3 separate regions of the Mus musculus genome follow, and all the other regions are linked to region 2. The links are chromatin contacts, called in public HiChIP or PLAC-seq and promoter capture Hi-C maps. All regions are on one chromosome and are shown on one strand. The core of a region is the stretch at or near the end of the contact, and the rest is flanking DNA. Distances in the headings are between cores, read along the strand shown. Region 1 holds the start of Plxna4 (plexin A4). Region 2 holds the start of 1700012A03Rik (RIKEN cDNA 1700012A03 gene). Region 3 has its middle 45 kb from the start of Gm32007.

Region 1 (3,095 bases), core at 148-2,647, 540 kb before region 2:
CTGGAACACCCTGTAACTAGAGAAATGTCTGGCTGGCTGGCTTCTTCATGCTTACACTTGATTCATTGTGTCCTTCTGGTGGGAGCACTTTCAACAAGGTCCTGGGTGGTAAGTCCAACCCGACCCAAGTGTGCTACCTGCCCGGAAGCTTGTCCAACTTGTCACCTCGAAAGTCTACCGAGGGTATAACTTTGATGTTTGTGAAAACATTACCCCTATAAGAAGGGGAAGGAATTTATACCACTGTCAACCTTTTCCTAGTAAGCAGATTCTGAGAGGTTTTGGTGGGAGGGACAGTTATGCGCAGGAAGTGACTGAGGTTGAAGAAAGTGTCATGGGAGAGTGGGTCAGGAACCCCAAACCATAAGCTCCTGGAGAGGTCTTTCTTTGATGAATGGCTAGTCTTACTGAACTTGGCTGACAGAGCCATTTCCTTGAACTTAGCATGCAGAGTTGGGTAGACAAATAGGTGGGCATCCTTTTGAAAATTGTTTTATTTTTATTTATTTATTTTGGTCGTTGGGCTCATTAACTGGAGGGGGTCTTTGTAGAGATATTCTAGATAGTGCAGCCTCACCTATTTCCCTGCCTGCCAGATGCTCTCTCAATTTAAGCAACCTCTGGATTTCTTCCTTTGGGCTTCTGAAACTATTCTGATGTTGGCAATGTCTGGGTTATGTTTAGGACATGGCCCAGGACCTAGGGCTTCAGAGACAGTGAAGCAAGGTCAGCCTCTGGACAGATCAGGTTACCTAACAAGCTCTGTGGCATTGGCCATTCATTTCTGTCCTAGGACTAGAAGAAACCTTGGGTTTGGGCATCCTCTAGTGCTCTGTGTAGGATTACCTTGGTTGGTGGGGCTGGACAGGGATTCTAGGTTAGGAATGGATGTATGTTTGGCTGGTGTCTGTTAGGAACACCCAGAAGTGCCTCTGACCGCCTGCACCACATGCCTGCTTGGGAGTATGCCCCGATCCAAGTGCACTTGGTGGCACCATATATGCACCACTCTGCCCTGTGTCTCCACCGCCAGGGTGACTCGAGGAAGCCAAGAAGACCCAGGGGGTGTCTGCAAACGTCCACACTGGGGAAGAGCAGGCGGGCCAGTGGCGGCAGCGTGCGGGGAAGCGCCCCCTGCCCCCTCTGCCGGCCGCTCTACCTTGGTCTAGATGTCAGTCGCGAGCTCCGAGCCAGCTAGCGAGCCAGAGAGGGAGCGGCGGCGGCGGCGGCAGCGGCGGCGGCGGCGGCGGGCCGCGGGCGGCGGGGAGGGGAGGAGGCGAGGAGAGGGAGGGAGGAAGGGAAGCAGGGAGGGCGGGAGGGAGGAGAGGAGGACCCAGAGAGCGCCAGGCAGCTGGAGTTTTTGCAGCGCTTGGCCGGGCTTCAATGCACAGCAGCAGCGAGCCGCGGCGGCAGCAGGCAGCCCGGGAGCTCCGGCGGCGGCCGAGCCAGCGGCGGCCCCGCTCCCTGCCCCCTGCAAACTTTGCGAGCAGCCCGCCCGGGGGGCCGGGGACGCGCCTGGGAGGCTCGGCTTGGACTACGGCCGCGCTCTTGGCCGCCGCAGCGCTAGCCGCCGCCGTCGCTGCTACCACCGCAGCTCCGCGCCTCCCCGGGGAGCTGCCGGCGGCTTCCGAGGCCCCCCAGCCCCGGCCCCTGGGCACTGCCCGGCTAGTCCCCGGCCAGGGTTGGGGGCGACAGCGGCGCAGCCAGCCCCGGGCTGCCAGGGGGTGGCCGTCACTGCCCAGGGAGGCGCGCAGAGGATCGGAGAGCGCTCCCCGGCGGGTCCCCAACGTACTCGCCGCCGCGCCCGGGCAGCGGCCCGACCCGGCTAGCATGGGCGGCGCGGAGTGACGCCGCCGTGCCCGCTTGGCATCAAGGACATTCAGCCCGCGGGGGTGGGGACGAAGGGGGGCAGCCCCGCGTCGCCGCCGCAGCCCCTGAGAGCCACCGCTGTCGCTGCTTGGGCTCCGGGGCTGGATGGAAGCTAGGGGTGCTTGGAATTGATCTTCATTTCCTGACCTTTTTGTTGGACATTACGCCCACCTTGGACGCTGCAAGAGGAGCTGTCAAGCCCGGCAGGCTCTGATTTGGCCCCCTCCGTTTTTCTCTGCTGCTCGTGGCTTCCCCGTGCCTCGGTGGAGTATTTGCGTTCGGGGCTGGGGCTGGAGGAGGCAGCCACACGCGCGCACACGCACACGTTCAGAGGAGGGCGAGAGGCAGCGGTACAGGCACCATCTGCAGTGTCAATGCGGCGCTGGGGCTGAAGGAGGGAAACGCCGCGCTTCCAGGTAAGGAGCCGCCGGCCGGGCACAGGGCCAGCTGGGCAGAGCGGGCGGAGGTGGCGAGTCCGGTCCCGGAGTCCTCGCCTGCTCTGAGGCAGCCCACTACACACACACACGCACACACACACACACACACACACACACACACACACACACGCAAAACACAAATCGCGTGCGCGCACACACACATACTCACACACAGGCACACACTGCGCTCACGCACCTGCCCACGTCCCACCTGGACACCCGCGTAGGTGCATCGCAGCCGGAGCAGGGATTTCCCGTGTTCTTCTCCTCTCCGGACCTAGACTTCTCTTCCCCAGGACTTTCAGGGTGGGATTCAGTAAATGACTGACTCTCCTATCCAGCCTGGTAGGATGAGGGAACGATTTTGCTGTTTCTAGCTCCTTTCATTTCCTAACTGGTTTTTATAAGACAGGAGAAGTCATGGGAGGTCTTATGAGACCCGCCCAGTGCAATTGTGCCCCTTAGCTTTTTGGACACCCGGAGATTTTTTGCTTTTAAATAGGAGAAAGGCAGAGAGATATTTAAAGGGCAGAGAACTGGAGATCTTGGTGATCCGGTGCCTGGGAGGAGGCCACATAGGCAACTGGGGCTGCAGTTCTGTAGGGCGGCGCATATGGAACAGACTCTGCGATTCCCCAGTAAAGGCAGCACACACGCCTTTCCGAAGCGTGGCACTGCTTCCCCGGAATGCGCCGGGATTTCAGTCAGGGAGGGGCTTTAACATCAAAGCTAGAGGAGTGTTCCTTGTCTAGGGAGGATGCTGCGGTCCTTTAAGGAGGATCAGACCTT
Region 2 (3,109 bases), core at 359-2,858:
AGTCTGGGAGATTGTTTCTCATGATTTTCTAGAGCCTCTTGCCCAGAGGAAGTCAAAGAGAAAGATATCTCAATGCATTTTACGTTACTCGTTTTGATGTGAGGGCCCAGGCTGGAGGGGACAAGGGAAGTTGAGGATAAAGTAAGGAAAGGAAACAGGAAGTACCTCAGTGGAAAGCTCCTGAAGGTCAACGCACCCTTGCCAGGAGGCATGGACACGTGAATGAATAACAGTGTATGCTCGTCTCATGTCAGTATCCATGGTCCTTCCAGAGAGTTCAGCAATGAGGAAGCGAAGTGTCAGGTGACAAAGGAGCCAGGAGGTGAAGCAAGATGAAGGGTGGGCTTCTCTTCTCAGGTTACTCTTGGGACCACTCAAATATGGTGACTTGGCTGTTCGTTCACTAACCTCAAATTAAGCTTCCTGGCTCCACAGCCATAAGTAAACCTGACCGACCACTCACATCACTCATGCTTGGCTTACTTTGGAGTCTCCTGGAAGTTGCTTTGGGTTTGGTTTTCATAGTTCTACTTCAACATCTCTCCAGGTGAGTCGGTCCCCACCTATACAGTTGGACAGAAGTGATACAGACAGTAGGAGTGAGGGTGATGAGCTATTATTCCTTTGTCCTCGTCTAACTGGGCAAGCTACAACACCAGGCAGTCAGGCTTTTTGTTTTTGTTTTCTGTGCTTTGTTTTCTTACTCCAGCCCTACACAGGCAATGTTCTACAATACTAATGCTACAAACAATGCCCTGTGCAACCTAGTGCAAAAACAAAACCATCTCCCTACCGCTGGGCATACTGCACAGGTGTTGTGAGTTCACAGTGTCTCTCTGCAGCTGACCTGGACTTTGGCCAAATATTTGCCCAAGTCTCTTCTTAACCCCACCTACCATAGCTCCCCACTTGAGGTAACCAATGGCAAGAGTTCCTTGTAGCATAATAACTGCACAAAAGCTCATTGCCATTTCTGGGGACCTGATGTCCAAAGCTTATTGCAAACTCAACTGTTTTCTATAGTGAGATGGCTGGTCCCCAGCTCACCCTGCATCCAAGGCACACAGTGTCCTGGAATCTAGCCACGTTTGTCAGCTTCTCTGGTTGCCTTGGCTGCGGGAATGAGGTTCTTAGCAAGAAATCTTTCCTAGCTCCAACCAGTGGACCATCACAGACTCTTTGTGACCGTCATTCTTCACTTCCCATTCCCATTTTATAGAGTAAGAACATAGCATATGTATCCATTTGATTTAAAGAGATCAGCATCCTGTGCCCAAGGATTTAGAGTAGCAGAAACCCTCATCCTGAGGTCAGATGTGATCCCTGCTTCTATTGGTTTGTGTCTGTTGGTCCTGCTTCTACTCTTTTGTGTCAACAGACAGAGATGCTTATAGTCTGACGTATCTCATCCCAACTTCCAGGTCAAGATGAGTTTCCTTAAAAGGTCGGGGCATGACACCCCAAGCAAGGAGGGTTAAGAACTCTACAGGGTAAACTGAGGGAATTTGTTGTCAATTTTCTTGCCTGGTTTCCAGAGAGGAAAGAGGAGCCCATCCTCTAGCTGTAAAGGAGGGTCTGTACTTCAGCGGTGAGTGGCAGGCTCAGGGTGGGGAGAAATCTCTATGTGCTTAGAGTCACCATCAGCCAACTGACACATCTGTGCTATGACATCAAGAGTTGACTGAAGACAGGGCAATTCATCTTCATGGAGATTGTTGCTAAGGCTTGCATTTCAAATGTATGAGAAAGTTGTGACCGTTTGAAGAAATAGAAACAAACAACAAAAATGCCCCACACAAAAGGATTTAGTTATCTAATACGTTTTTATTGCTGTTTGTTGGTTTTGCTGACTTGAGATGGGCCTCCCTCTGTAGTTCTCTTTGTCTTTTCTGGAACTCCCTGTATGGCCATAATGTATAGATAGCAATCTTACCTCCTCAACTTCCAGAGTGCTAGCATTCTAAGTGCAAGGGAGTCTGATGGAAACTTGCACACAGGGAACAGACCAACAAACAGCATCCGAGAGGCCTTTTTCAAGCTCTGAGCAGCCCCTGCTTGTCCCCAGCCCAACTCTGGGTTTTTGCATTGGTTTTCAGACCCCTTGGGTACAGGCAGTTCCAGGCAGCTCCAGCCAGAATCTCTTCTCCTACCTCCAGGCGCTAATGAGATGCAGAGAGGGGTCTGCAGTCCTGATGGAGTCCTTTGCAACTTTTGTTGCTGCTGCTTTTGAAAATATCTTTCTCTAGTCCTCTGCCAACAGTTTGTTAGCACGTGGCCTGGGTGAGTGAGTGGTTTTTTTAGCCCTCAAGACAGTATGATGCTCTCCTCATCTCCTCAGCCTCCAGTAGAGACATCTCCAGATTTTTGTCCACTGTGTCCCTAGGCAGATGCTCTGGAGCCTCTCCAACAGCTCCTGACACATATACACCAGACCCCTCCCTGGCCCCAAGTCCAGGGAGCCAGGTGTTAAATCCCATACTCCACAGAAGCAGTCTTTCCCCATCTGTCTTGCAAAGGTGTGAATGGGTTGACAGAAGATGAAGAAGGGGGGTGGGGGAAGGAGCGAAACTAGCATCCCTAGCAACCCCTCCCATTAGAACAACACCATCAAAACACACACACACACATACACACTCACACACATGTGCACAATTAGTCAGCCAACATCAACCATAGCCATAGCCAACAAACTAACTCCAGACCACCTCCCACTCTGGGGTGTCTAGAAAGAGTTAAATTTGGACTCTGGCCTCAGCTGACCCAATATGAGACTCTTCATTCTCAGTACATAAACATCCTTTTGCAATTATTGCCAGTCAGCCTCAGTTTTCCAGAAGAGCAATATGCCTGTTCATACCACCTGTAACTTAACACCCAGCTCACACAGGACCATTTCTTTTCATGAGACTCAGTAGAGTTAAGCTTTCAAGTGGGCCCTTCTAGGCAGGTGTTTCTGGCTTTATCTGCATAGCCACGATGATCAGCCACCTACCTACTCCAGGAAGGCAGCGTCTGCCTCTATGTGGCTTCCCCTCTTCCCTGCCTTTGCTAATAAAGTTCTCAAACACACACTTCTGCTTCTCAAGCAAGCTACAATAAACCAGCCACA
Region 3 (3,242 bases), core at 268-2,767, 650 kb before region 2:
ATATGGGCTCCTGTTTGGGGGTTGGTCAGTGCTGGGCCCACCAGGAGGCACATCATAGTCTAGCTAGACCAAGCCTTCTAAGGGGTTGATATCTCTCTCTCTCTCTCTCTCTCTCTCTCTCTCTCTCTCTCTCTCTCTCTCTCTCCTTTAATGTATGACCCCCTCCCCCACCCCAATCACTTAACTGCCTTTTACAGATATGGGCCAAAGTGTCCCCTTGGTCTCTTGCTCCTTCCCCATTTCTCCATGCCCACCCACCAGGAGCTGCCTGCCACTAAATTGCCATGCCAGCAATTTTCTCAGCCGCTTAAAAGGCCATCAAGACAGCATCAAACTGCCTGTACATGCTAAACCCAAATGGCTATGGAGCAGAGCCCAGAGAAGGATGCTAAATTGGATTCTATCAAATCAACATCAGCTGCGTGCAAGCCGCCGATAATGAAAGGCTCCTAACGATGGCGTTCATCTCTCTAAAGAGATGACGAGGAGCTGAGAATGGATGGCTGTTGGCTCTTGCTGAAGAGAGGTGGAGGCACCCAGGATGGGCCCTGTGATCGATGGCCTTTGGTGGTTACCAGCAGGAGGGAAGTCTGTAGCACAGGAGGAGGATCGTTCTCCATTCTCAGAATGGGGACAGATGTAGGAAAGGTATTGGAAATCCTCTGCACATTTCACACACACAACGCACCCCTCTCCCATCATGCCCTGCTCCCACTGGCCCTTTACTTATCCTCAGGCCTTCGATGGTGACTACAGTCAGGAGGAGAATAAAATGAATAGTCTAGGGTCTAGTTTGGGGTCTTTCATTTTCCACTTGAATCTCCAGCTTTGTTCTGGATTATATCTTCTTGACCTGTGTGTTCGTCTCCTATAGCTGCTGTAGAAAATGGCCACATACTCCTGGCTCAAAACAACATAGATTTATTAGCATATAGTTCTTAAGTGAGAGGCCTCATGAGTCCCGCCATGTACTGAATAGCATGTGGATAGGGCTGTGCTCATCTCTGAGGCCTCCAGGAAGGGTGGCTTTTTTGTTTTTATTTTCTAGCTCCCAGAGATCACCATCATTGACTCATGGCCCCTCCTCCATTTTCATTGTAAACATGACATCATGTCCTCCCTCCCTTCTATGGTCACTTCTCCATAATCTAGCTAGGAACGGTTTTAAGGCCTCTGATGATGAGGATGGATCAACTCGGACAATCAAAGGTCATTCTCTATGTCAATGGCCTTGTCTTCGACAGTATTGGCCACTTCACTTTGTGATATTAGGGGACACCTATGTGTGGGCATGTTTCAGGAAAGCTCTTGATTTTTTTTTCCTGTGTAGTGTGCTGAAGCTTTTTTGTTCACATGTTCACATTCCCTTCTTTTGGCTGAAGCGCCTGGTGATCAGGCAGTAGCCAGATGGGACCAGCATTCCCAGCCTGAGCTGCCATGGCCACAGCCAGGCAGCACCGAGGAAGTGGCATATGTGGTTATCGCTGCCAAGGTCTGTGCCAGCTGGAATGTGGAGTGAGAGGCCTGCTGGATGGGGCTGTCTTGAGTCTCCTTCCTGACAGTAGGGAAGCCAGTGATGGTGCTATTCAGTCGATGACGCTTCATGCTTTCAAAGTCACATCGACGAGGGGGCGTGTGCGGCTTGGTGGACCCATGCTGTAGACGCTGGCTAAGTCAGGATTAGTCAAGGACTGCCTTGTTACTGGTGGTTTCACAGCCAGATCTGGAACTCTGAATTTCTACCAGTGCTTTGCTCGTCTGCAGGAAGCATCTTGAGATGGTGTAAATGGCTTAGCTTGGTAGAGGGCTCAGCAAGATAGCACAGCATCTGTGCAGACAGCAGACAGACAGCAGGAAGCCGCACGTGCCTGGGTGTCTTAGTCAGGGTTTCTATTGCTGCAATAAAACACCATGACCAAAAAGCAAGTTGGGGAGGAAAGGGTTTATTCAGCTTACACTTCCACATTGCTGTTCATCTCCAAGGGAAGTCAGGACAGCAACTCAAGCGGGGCAGGAACCTAGAAGTAGGAACTGATGCTGAGGCCATGGAGGGATGCTACTTACTGGCTTGCTTTTCCTGGCTTGCTCAGTCTGCTTTCTTATAGAACCCAGGACACTAGCACAGAGCTGGCATCACCCACAATGGTCTGTGCCCTCCCTCACTGATCATTAATTGAAAAAAATCCTTGCAGCTATATCTCATGGAGGCATATTCTTAATTGAGGCTCCTTCCCCTCTGGTGACTCTTGCTTGCATCAAGTTAACATAAAACCAGCCAGTACATTGGACTTCTTGTCACAGGTAGTACTCTGTGCTCCAGGCTTCTCACCTGCTTGTGCAAGGTAAGATTTCTGTATACCACCAGTCACACAGTACTGTGTCTGGCAGGGTCTTGCAATGTAGTGACTGGTGAGTTTGTAGGACATCAAGAAGCCTACTTCCTACGAGTGTCCAAGGTCTCAGGCTCACCTTTGCTATTTTCTGACCAAGTCAACTCTTGACCGGTGTTAAAGGTGCTCTCCCTCCTGCAACTGGCAGGGTGAACCTTTGTGAGCAAGTCCAGGCTTGCTACTGAGAATCTTCAGAACTGCCTCACAGTAATCAGGCTAATGCTTGTGAATATGCGGCTACACTGGATCACAGGAATAAAAGCCATTGTCCCGGGGACTCCTCCAGTGAGTGAATGAGACCCCCCTCTAGTTCTCCTTTTGCAGGTGTTATTTCATAGGTGCATCTGATCACTGGCAAGTATTTCTAAGCACACATGATGTACTCACAGGGAACACTTAGAGCCTGCCATCTGACTAGCTTGTGTCCAAACTCCCACCTCTCCTACATTCTGCCCACAGGCAGCAATTCCTAATCACTAATTGGCCCCAGGAGCTGTGGGGAGTATGTGGAGAGAAATTGGCAGTGGAGTCTCTAGCAGAGGGGGTTTTGGGCAATTTACTCTATTTGTTTGAGTCCTAAGCTCTTCGTTTATAAAGAGGGGTGATGGTCATTGCAAGTTCTTATCAAGAGTCTGTTTCTGTATCAGGTCTAGAAGGTAGGGTCACAGAGCTCTCAGGCGTGGTTTGCACAACAGCATCACAGGGGTTAATTGTACATGTTGGCTCTGCCAGCTCTCACATGTGTTTGGTCACACATCAGTCTAGGTTTTGCTGTGCCAGTCCTTTTTAAAAAGACCTGATGGGCACATCAGAAAGCATGGCATAAAGGAGCTTACCATTCACTGTGATTGA

What was found. Promoter capture Hi-C pulls out the DNA fragments that hold promoters and counts their contacts. HiChIP or PLAC-seq counts read pairs in DNA pulled down with a chosen protein or histone mark.
Region 1: an H3K4me3 HiChIP or PLAC-seq map of embryonic forebrain shows a contact between it and region 2, with 5 times the contacts expected there. The contact joins the promoter of Plxna4 here to the promoter of 1700012A03Rik in region 2. A contact is called at or near these places in 12 of 39 promoter capture datasets (the 3T3-L1 cell line, the C10 cell line, HPC-7-derived erythroid cells and 7 more), 1 of 484 Hi-C or Micro-C datasets (cortical neurons), 4 of 115 datasets of contacts at active chromatin or transcription factors (embryonic forebrain, embryonic hindbrain, forebrain and 1 more) and 1 of 9 other capture datasets (adipose tissue).
Region 3: a promoter capture Hi-C map of hippocampal neurons shows a contact between it and region 2, with 2.0 times the contacts expected there. The contact joins the enhancer-like site here to the promoter of 1700012A03Rik in region 2. A contact is called at or near these places in 5 of 39 promoter capture datasets (hippocampal neurons, liver, maxillary cranial neural crest and 1 more) and 1 of 9 other capture datasets (adipose tissue).

What each region holds. Positions count from the first base shown.
Region 1 is chr6:32,586,494-32,589,588 of GRCm38.p6, reverse strand. It overlaps Plxna4 (plexin A4), which reads left to right and starts at 1,397. Exons shown (of 32, transcript NM_175750.3): 1 at 1,397-2,285.
Region 2 is chr6:32,048,787-32,051,895 of GRCm38.p6, reverse strand. It overlaps 1700012A03Rik (RIKEN cDNA 1700012A03 gene), which reads right to left and starts at 1,608. Exons shown (of 3, transcript NM_029587.3): 1 at 1,525-1,608; 2 at 166-563. The coding sequence starts at 261.
Region 3 is chr6:32,700,811-32,704,052 of GRCm38.p6, reverse strand. No RefSeq gene overlaps it. Among named protein-coding and RNA genes, the nearest start is that of Gm32007, 45 kb to the right of the region's middle. Within about 2 kb of position 1,517, at least 16 of the 459 cell types and tissues checked have an H3K27ac peak or open chromatin away from gene starts, as enhancers often do. A contact at or near this core is called in hippocampal neurons, where this site is marked.